Linked DNA regions of Arachis hypogaea: region 1 is linked to region 2. Evidence: chromatin contacts called from public Hi-C data. All regions are on one chromosome and are shown on one strand. The core of a region is the stretch at or near the end of the contact, and the rest is flanking DNA. Distances in the headings are between cores, read along the strand shown. Region 1 holds the start of LOC112755667. Region 2 has its middle 23 kb from the start of LOC112755665.

The links. A called contact is a pair of places that touch in the nucleus more often than the background predicts.
Region 1: a Hi-C map of an unstated tissue shows a contact between it and region 2, with 5 times the contacts expected there. The contact joins the promoter of LOC112755667 here to the enhancer-like site in region 2. A contact is called at or near these places in 5 of 8 Hi-C or Micro-C datasets (leaf and an unstated tissue).

Annotation. Positions count from the first base shown.
Region 1 is chr6:110,550,362-110,556,251 of arahy.Tifrunner.gnm2.J5K5, reverse strand. LOC112755667 reads right to left here and starts at 3,237. Exons shown (of 7, transcript XM_025803904.2): 1 at 2,945-3,237; 2 at 1,785-2,065; 3 at 887-1,217. The coding sequence starts at 1,960.
Region 2 is chr6:110,468,840-110,473,889 of arahy.Tifrunner.gnm2.J5K5, reverse strand. No RefSeq gene overlaps it. Among protein-coding and RNA genes, the nearest start is that of LOC112755665, 23 kb to the right of the region's middle. Within about 2 kb of position 3,304, at least 2 of the 3 cell types and tissues checked have open chromatin away from gene starts, as enhancers often do.

The DNA.
Region 1 (5,890 bases), core at 1,988-4,487, 82 kb before region 2:
GAAACTTTAGTTTAAAGTGTCTGTAATTTCTTAATAGTTTGCAACATTTGAATAGAAAAAGTGAGAGAGAATTTGTGGACCGACACCTTTATTACACTCGATCAAAATTGTTGAACTTTGAATTGTCAAAATAGCAAAACCAATCATCGTCATGCTTATTAAAGTGCAGTCACATATTGACAAAAATTTCAGATGTTTGTGTGTTACTGAAACAATTTTAAACCAAGGGCTACTACCCTGCTTTAAGTGTGAACTACAAATACCCAGTGTTTGTTACTGTTGAATGTATAGAAGTTCGAAAATTTGCCAAGAATGAACCACCATCGTGGCTCCCTAAGCTAATAAATATCTAGTGCAATTTGTAAGATAAAACTAATCTTTGGGGGGCCACGATAGCATTTCTTTAGGGGGTGCATTTTGTCAAAAACAGAATTTGAAGGGTCAAAATGGTGGTATACTCATTTGCTAAATTCCATATGTCAAATCAAAAGCCTGGTTTAGTAATCAAACACATGCTGTCTGCGTTGAATACCATAGGGAATGGATCCTCTCAATTTTTTCCCCTCAATTGTTTGGTAAAGTGTGATCTCTCACCTTACATTCTTTAAGTGGGACCAAGAGAAAATATGTGAAAGAAGATATTGAATGGTTATAGAAAAAAATTGAGAGAAAAAAAATTGAGGATCCACTCCCTAACATGATCATCTACCTATGTATGATGACAAGGAGGCTTATAGAAATCAGAGATAGGATATCCTAACAGCGAAACATCATTGCCACTAATAATAAATGACAAACACACTCATCAATTTCATAAATTATGAATATTTCTAGTAAATAATTGGCTGAACAAAGAATAGACAAAGAAGGATAAATAAAATCACACCTCACGGATGATTTGCTTCACTGATTTCTTGAAGGGGACAACCAGATCAGTCGGCTGCTCTTCCCTCTCCTCAAGGAAATCGTCATCTTCCATTTCAGCACGAGGCTCCAAAAGAGGCAAATAGAACATTAAGAATGACCTTAGGGATGTCATCATCAAAGGCCTAAATTCAAAAGCAGAGAATAGAGGCTTAAGCTCCACATTGTAGTGTTTGGTAGTACTATATCTTAGAGAACCATCATTATTATAAATCCCTTTAGAAGCACTTTGTAGACCAGAAATATAATCTTCAGATACTGCTGCACCAGCATCGCAATAAGCAACTGGCGACCTGAAATTCAAGTGGAAAGACTCTTGAAATACATATGCTAGTTGCTCAAGGTTAACCACAGTAGAATAGACAACAGCATTATTGATTGTAACGAAGAGTAGACAAGACCATAGAAGGTCGATGAAATTCATTTACCCCTGTCCAGGTTTGTCTGCAATTCCATTCTAACAACTTTAATAGCCTACAATTTAAATCCCCTATGTCTATATATACTTTCAATAATAAATCAGCTTAAAGATTCAAAACGTGGAAACAGTTCAAAGTTATGACATTCTTTAAATCTAAGAATTTTTTACTACCTCGTAAATAAGTCTTTAAACAATTGCAACTTGTCCAAATTTGTAAAACATAAATAAATAAACAACATCTTGAAATCAGCTTGCTAAATCTCCAAAAACCCATTATGAAAAACAGCTTAATTTTCCAACATCCAAATGCCAAATCAAATATAAAAAAGTAATCATGTATTCTCTTATATTTTATACCCATATCCACAACAAAGTAAATTCATTATCCATCCATATAACAAGAATGACTGTATAGACAAATGGAGGCAGAAGAGCATACCCAAAAAAAGCCCTTGAGGCAAAGCCAGTGGTACCAGCAGCAAAGGAAGCTGCAGCACCAACAGCAGCAGAGGCAGAGAAAAAGGCAGAAGACTGAAAGGGTTGTGGAGAGTGCAAACCAGAGCCAAAGTTTTGGTTTTTCCTCCACAGGTCTAGAAGTATAGCTATTCCAGCCATTATTGGAGCTTCTGACGTAAATCAGCAAGTTGCAAATAAACTGCCTTATAATCTCATGCACAGAACACGATGCCAAATATTCCTCAAACTGTGGCCTTCTAAACCCTGATCCACATACAAAATGTGAATAATAGGCTAATAGTGATGCAATTAGCTATAGGAAAAATCTACCAACTTACTGAGAATTCACATCAGCATCACTATTACCAGAATACAAAACCAAAACAAAAACAAAATCAACATACCCTCAAAGTTTCTTAACAGGAAGTCATTAACAAAGAGAACTCAAATAGATATCAAGCGAAGACAAAAATGATAAGAAGTCTAATCATAAGCTTTATTATATCATCTTTCATATATTAATATCAAACAAAGTTGATGTAAAATATTTCAGTTGTAATTGGCGTACCACTGCACTATCATCAAATACACCATTGGAAAAACCACAACACTTGGTCATAAAAAGTGAACACAAATTGATTAGTATACCCCAAAACAAAGCCTCCACGAGTCTCAAAAATATACACCTTGCTGTGTTCTGTTTAGACCAACCAGACAAAATTTCCTCACTTTCAACTTAATATAAGGCTACATAAACAGCTCAACTAGTCATATTATAAAAGCAGATCAAAGATTAATACTAAAGCGAACAAAATAGCACATGTTGAAGTAATCATGAACTAATTTGAAATATTAACAGTGCTAGAACTCCAACACAATCTTCCGGTCAAATATCATCCCTAGGGAGAAAAGAACCTTAGGGAACAAGCTCGGTCAATGAAGAAACACTGTTGGATAGGGTAATGATTTTTGAGCTAAAGTCTTGAACAGAGCAAGAGGAAACAAAAATGTGATTAACGAAACACAAAAGCTGAAATTAGTAACTAAGAATTCTAGAGAAGGAATTTATGGGAGTTATAATCTTGCATCGTACTCAGAAGCAGAAAAATGAAGATTATAAGGAAAGGTAAAAACGAATCGCACCCAAACAGTGGACTTGGACGGCGGCGACAACGGCGGCTACCTCATGGGCGACGACAACATCTTCCTCTAATCCTTGCTTCCTGAGCTGGTGATCCGACCCAAAACAGCGGTAGGTGCAGAAGAGAGAACATTCGGGGTTTAGCGGTGGTGAGGTGGCGACGGCGACGTCGATGGCGAGTGCAGCGTGACGAGAGGAGGTTAGGGCTTCGAGATTTGGGTTGATTGGATCCGAGAGAAGAGAAGAGAGACCAATGGGGGGGTGTCGGTAGAAACATGCAGTTTAAGATTAATTTTTTATTTAAGAAAAATTGAACTATTTATAACTACAGTATCAATGGCAAGATTAGAGGAATCACATATTTTTAAGGATAATTTACCTAAATAAAATATCAAAAATACTATTTGTACATTAAAATCAGTCACTAATATATTTGTGTATAAATATATGTGTGATTTAATTTATTTTTAACGTGTATTTATATTTCAGCATGTATTTTATACTAGTGACTGATTTTGATAGCTGATTTTAGTATACACATAACATAGTTCATAAAATATTTAAGATTTATATTTATACAAATGCAATAATTTTAAACTAATTATATATGTATCTTATTTTAAATTTATACAAACTATAGAATTCATATTACATGTTATCATTTACACATTCTAATACTCAATCTAATTTAATTTTGGCAGAATAAGTGCAGACAATATTCTAGTGGTACAAGAGATGGTTTACATCATGCGTAGTAAAAATCAAGAAAAATGAATCATGGCTATAAAAATTGACCTGAAGAAAGCCTACGATAGGTAAAACCGAAATTTTTTGATGGATACTCTAAAAGACGTCAGTATCTCAGAAGGAATCATTAATATCATTGTCCATTGCATTTTTACCCCCACCATGAATCTCCTTTGAAATGGATCACTCTCTAAGACGTTCTCCCCAACCAGAGGGATTAGACAGGGAGATCCTCTCTCACCTTATCTTTTTATTCTGTGTGTTAAGCGTTTATCCCACCTTATTAATAAACTAGTTGCTAATAAAAGAAAGGGAGCCAATAACTATTTATAGAAATGGACCTAAAAATGATTTGGTTCTCTTTGTTAAAACTTCTAGCGAACAAGTGCGAACGATTAAGGAGACCTTACACACTTTTTACGAGAACTCGGGACAAAGAATCAGCTTCCACAAGTCTTGTGTCTATTTTTTTAATCATAATATTAGGCAGCAACTAAGTCAGGAGCTTCGAATGACCCTGATGGCTAATCTGAAAAAATACTTAGAAGTACCTTTGATCACAGAGAAGTGTAACCAGCGTCATTTTCAGTTCATTCTTGACCGCATGCAAACCAAATTATTTAGTTGGAATAAAAAATCTCTATCTTTTGTAGGGAGATGCACCCTTATCCAATCGATGTTATCAACCATTCCTAGTTACTACATGCAGACTATGAAGATCCCTATGGCAGTTTGTGCTAAAGTAGATAAATTCTGTAGGGACTTCCTATTGGGTAGCAGCGAAGATGATAGAAATGTCCATCTCTAGTTGCGAGAAAAATTGCAAACTAAAAGAGGAGGGTGAACCGGGGATTCGAAGGGTGCAGGAGACCAATCAACTATTTCTTATGAAACTTGCTTGGGGCTTAATCTACAAAAGGGATTCCCTATGGGTGCAGGTGATGAGAGCAAAGTATGCGGGAGGAAACTGAATCATACCCAAAGTCCATAAGAAGACCAACAGCTCAAACGCTTGGATTGGAATAACAAAGGTTTGGAAAAATTTTCAAGGGAACCTAATTTGCAGAATATGTGGCGGAGTATTTCTTTTTGGGAGGACTATTGGATCCCAGGAATTCACAAATTAAGAGACTTAGCTACCATTAACCTCGATGCAGAAACGCTTGGCGAAATGTTGTGCGATTATATTAGTTCTCAGAATGTTTGGAATTGGACAAAAATTAGTCAGATTTTGCCCGAAGATGTTCTAGAGCACATTAGAATTTTAAAATTCCCCAATCCTGACATTGGAGTAGACACTGTGGGGTGGCTTCCAGTAACAAATAGTAGGTTTACAATTAAATCAGCCTATGAGGCTCTTTTCAGTAACAAGGAGAATACTAACAGGTTATACAAATTGCTTTGAAAAAATAACTTACCTCAGCATTTGAAAACCTTCTGTTGGCTCCTTACCTATGAAGCTTTGCCTCCAACAGCAGAAGGAAGAGCAAAAACTTCACAGACAACAGCGATTGTCCAAGATGCTGTAGAGAGGAAGAGACTGTGCTCCACGCCTTACGCGATTGCCTTACATCCGTACGGCATGGATTAGCATAATAAACAGAGATACGCAGAAAAATTTTTTCTCTCAATCCTTTCAGAAATGGCTTAGTACTAATCTTTCCTTGATCTCTCGAAAGCAGTATGGGACTCTATGGCCCATCATCTTCGTCACAGTGTGCAACATAGCCTGAAAGTGTCGAAATGATTTCATTTTCAGGGACGAGACTCTACCAAACAATCAACTTCACCAAATAATAAAAAAAATTGCAGAAAATTATAACATTAATGTGAGCATAATAAAGCATAGTAGTAGCTTACTAAATCTTACCAGAGAGGAGCTTGTTGGATGGGAGGCGCCAAATTGGGGTTGGACTAAATTGAATGTAGATGGGTCAGTCATTTATCCTAGTAGCAAAGGCGCTTGCTGGGGTATTATTAGGGATTGGGCTGGACGCACGATTGCTGGTTTCACTATGAACATCGGAGCCTGTACCATAACCATGGCTGAACTATAGGGCTTCTATGTTGGGATTAAGCTAGCTTCTGAGCTAAGGATCACGAAATTAGTGGTGGAATCAGACTCTAGATGTGCTGTAACACTGGTTCAGAAGGTGTCTCTGGAGAGCCATGGTAGCTCTTCTCTCATCTGGTCGATTAAG
Region 2 (5,050 bases), core at 2,055-4,554:
AACTTTAGAGAAAATTGAAAAGGATAGAGTTTTCTAAACTTGATTAACTATTCAAATGATACACAAGCAAATTGCATTTAGGTGATTATCCTAATACTTATAGAGAGTTGGAGTGACAATAGTTATAACCAACTCTAGTAACCCATAACTAATTTTAACAACCCTTAACTACACTAATTTACTTGTAATTGACTTTTTTCATCATTCTTATTCTCAATTTATGCTATCAAAAAAAGAAAAAAAATACAGCAATAATAACAATAATAAAAAAATGATAATTATGAAAAAACATGTAAAAAAAATATAAAAAAAACAATATAATTTACATGTATGTTATGTAAATAATTTTTGTTGAATTTAAATTAATTTAATTAAATTTAATTAATAAAAATATTTGGATGCGTAAAAATACTGTTAGCAACAAATTCAATAAAATAAAATAGTAGTAATTACAAGAGAGGTGTACGTTTGAATAGCTACAAATATTTTGCATCACGTCTGATAATAGAAAAAGACAGTTTTCCGTTAAGTTATTACGTAGAAATGTAGAATTAGTGTAGAATAATGGGTCTATATCTATATGTATATATCATGCTAGCTAGCTTTCATCATCAATGAAGAACCGAGCGAGGGATACATATATTGGACCAGGTTTTGTACGTTAGCTTGGGAGTGACGCCTGCATCACATCCACCAACCTCTCTCATCTTATTATTTTATTTTTTTTTCAAAAAAAATAGAGACTAATTTTTTTTATATAAAAAAATATTAATATTTTTATTAAAAATATAATTATTTGATGTAATTATATACAGATAAATTTTGTAAATAGAGAATTAATACATAGAATGTGTATTGTAACACATAAAATGCGCATTGGATACGTGTTAAAATTTTGGCCAAAATACAGAATATATGTTGGACACATATATCGATATTTTTTATACATCTATAATACTGTAATACAATTTAAATATTAATATTCAATTAAAATATTTTTTATTTTTATATTAAAAATAATATCTGAATTTTTTAGTTAGTAGAAGTTATTTGATGTTTTTCACAATAATTATTTTCTAATTGACATGTTTTATATGTACGTGAAAATTTTTTTTTAATTTAAATACAATTTTTTTTACTAAAGATAGAGAAATTCAAACTTACAATCTCTTAAATAAGTATGGAAAGACTATATTATTTAAACTATAATTCATTCACAATTTAAATACAATCTATCAATGATATTTTATCCAAAAAAAAATTTAAAAGCACAAAATATCAGTAACGTTTTATAAAAAAAAACCGTCAACAAAATACAATTTATCATTGACAGTTTTGTAAATTGTGTCCCACAACAGCATATTATATACACCTCTGCTGGAGATTATATACACCCTCTGCTGGCTCAATATTATTTTTGGAAAAAAGTTTTGATCTAAAACAATTATTTAGCTTATTAATTCATAGTTAACAGTATAAATTAACAAAAAGAATTTAAAAAATATTTTTAAATTTCTTTGAATTAAAACCAAAAAATTATAAAAACTAAGATCAAAATTCTATATATTATATATGATTAATAATTTTGTAATTAACATAAAAAAAATAAACAAATCAATTACTATTCTCTCTTTTTATTTGTCAAAAAATGAGTAAAATGAGAGTATTAATTATATATTAATTTAAACTTTTATTTTTTATTTTTTTTATAAAAAAACCTATAATTCATGAGACCATATACTATTGATTAATAAGAAAAATAATTTTTATTTTTACAAATTATATCCTTATTAGGTGAAGAATATATAAAAAATAAAAAATGATTCACCAAACCTTTTTAGTATTCTAATTATATAGTAAATAGTAGTATAAATAGATATAGATGAGTAGATGTGTGTGTTGAGGGGTGAGGATGATAATTGAGACAATGATGGGGCTGTGAAGTCTCTGAACACATGAACGTTTTGTACGGACACCCTCCCTCAGGTCCCTCGATTGACAGCTCTCACCCCATCACGATTCACACTCCTGTTCCTATATTCCTATTCCTCTTCGTACTCCATCCACATTCATTTTATTTCTAATACATTAATTCCATTCTAGTACCAAAATATACATCATACACATTACAATACTAGGGCTGGCAATTCATACCCTATCCGCGGGTATCCAATTCGGTCCAATCCGTTCGAATATAATAGACTACCCGACCCACTGTGAGTAGGGTAGGGTATAGGTTTAGGATGTACCCTATTATACCCTATCTGTATCTCATATATAACATATATTTTATTAAAAAATAGGTATATAGTGAAGGAAGTGAAAGTTAAACTACAACCTCCCTTATATAATGACTTACAATAAGTGAACAATCACTAAACTAGTTAGTTAATTTAGTAATTTAGAGCATTAATTTTTTATTTTTTATGTTATTAATATGTATAAGATTTGAAATAATTGAATTTTATATTTACTTTAAAAAATTTAATATTTCTGCGAATATGATAGGGTTTAGAACTTTAGGGTGCGGGTAGGGTTAGGGTTGAGAAATCGCAGATAAGGTAGGGTAGAGTTTTAATAAAATTTTCAACTTACAGATAGAATTAAGGTAGAATCCAAACCCTATCCTACCCTACCCAATACCAACCCTATACAATACTAAGGATTTTTTTATTATTAATCTCCAACTAAATTTTGAACTCAAGTACACATATTACAAGACAAAGATTATTACTATTAGACTAAGATCTTGTGAGCATAAAAAAAAATATAAGTTCAATACTTACCAATTCAGCTTTAGACTTTTGTGAGGCCTAGACCTAGGGATTGGACCTATTTTTAATTAGGGCGAGCCTAACAAACTGTTTCATCTTTTTTCACCTCTTATCATTATTAGTCTTAGTACGTTTTTTCCTTGTTTTGTGGGTGAATTATTAATTATTCTTTTATAAAAATATTTATATAAAAAGATAAAAATTGAAAATAATTTAAAAGATATGTTTTTTTTAGAAAATAATATTGCTCTGTTTTGATTACCTTATTAATGTATTGTTTATAGCATAGGAGAATGTGTTTATACTCTACTTGTGCCGCCATATAATACAATACTATTACTATCTTAGTCCATACTAGGGGTCCTCCACACACATGAAGTATGAGCGTGAAGTTTCGTAGACAATAAATGAAGAAAAATCCAAGCTAAGAGTTAAGAGATTATATATCCAAAAATGATATATTGGGCATTGAATTCCAGAAGCACTATGACACGCTTCCAATGCAAGCACGCTTTTCAGAGTGTTTGTATCTCCACTAACTACGTCATGCACAACTGAGGATACTGACTCATCAGTACTGACCCATTCTAAGCAATGCCAGGGGGCACATTGCAATTTATTTTCAACTTTTATTATTAATTAATTAATAATGTTCAGCAATAGTATTATTGGTAAGTAAGGAGACAAAATAGGTTGAACCTCTCTCTCCCTTTCTCTATTCGCTGTGGCTATCTATGTACACATATGCCATATGCCTATTCTTCTTCTGATAGATTCATTTCATAACTCTTTGCATGCTTCAATGATGTCACATCCTCCTCCACTTTTTCACCCTATTACCAATTTCTAACACACAAATTTTAAGTCTACTTCAAATACTGTGTTCTACTAATTTTAACTATTAATTAAAATTAATAGTTACAATTATTGAAATATTGATATTTTAAGTATATTTAAAATTTTTTTATACAATATATATTTAAAAATTTTAATTTTAATCTTTGTCATTAGCTTCGTTTCAATAATGACCTAGTAATTTAAATAAAAAAATTAGTATTTAAATAATAATTAAGTAGTTCAAAGTTAAATTATATACAAAGTGCTTGTTGTTTCATTAGCTTCCTATTTTTTTTTTATTAATTTAATGTTCACCTGTAGTATAATTGAATGCGAATTACTTATGTTAGGTCAAAATGGCAGTAGAAGTAGAAGGAGACGCGCAGTTGACGCGCGTGAAAGTAAAGAGGGAGGAGAGCAGGGGGGCGTATCTATGCAAAGTATATATTGGCATGGCATGGCATGCATATGTACTCATCATACTCAGATCAGAATCTGATGCTGTGAGGACACTACCATATTAAAACAACAATAAATATATTCCAAAAAAATAAAATACAAACTATGCCTACCATGTGAATGATGTGATATAAATCCATAAATCCATAATAATTAAACAACACCTTATAGTTCTCTTATTTCATCCGCTAATTATTTTTGGGTGAAAACTCAAATGCAGTCGACTTTATATAAAGTTGATAGTTAAGAGCTGTTAGATAAAAATTTAGTTAAATCATCTAACAGCTCTCAGTTATCAACTTCACGTGAAATCGATCCCATCTGAATTTCTACCTTATTTTTTATATGATGAATAAAGCAATGTAATACGTTTATATGAATTAAAATGGATATATTTTAGAAATATGATGTATAATATAAATTGATACTCACAATTTATATAATAAAAAAAATTATTATTTATAATTTTATAAATTATAATTTTTTTATATTTAAAAATTAAAATTTTGATTTATAATTTTTTGTCCTATTTAAAATCATAATTTACGATTTTATTTATTTTTTTTAATTTTTTATCTTATTTAAAATTAATATTTACAATTTTTTTATTATATATTATTATATTATATTAAAATATCATAATATTAATAAAAAAACACCGATAACAATCCAATATAAAAAAAATAACCTATTTCATTCCTTTTTGCGGGCTTTTATTCGACTATACTATATATTGATATAAAAGAAATAAGCTATTAATTAGTTTTTGGGTAAGAATATATGTATTTGATTTATAAAAAAAAAGATTATATTATTGTAATAAAATGTGATTATTATTATCATAGTTTTTATTATTCTGTCGCGAAAAATTAATTATTCTAGTAATAATTTATTTGATAAAACATTATGAAATAGAATATATATATATATATATATATATATATATATATATATATAAACAAATATTATACAAATAATTC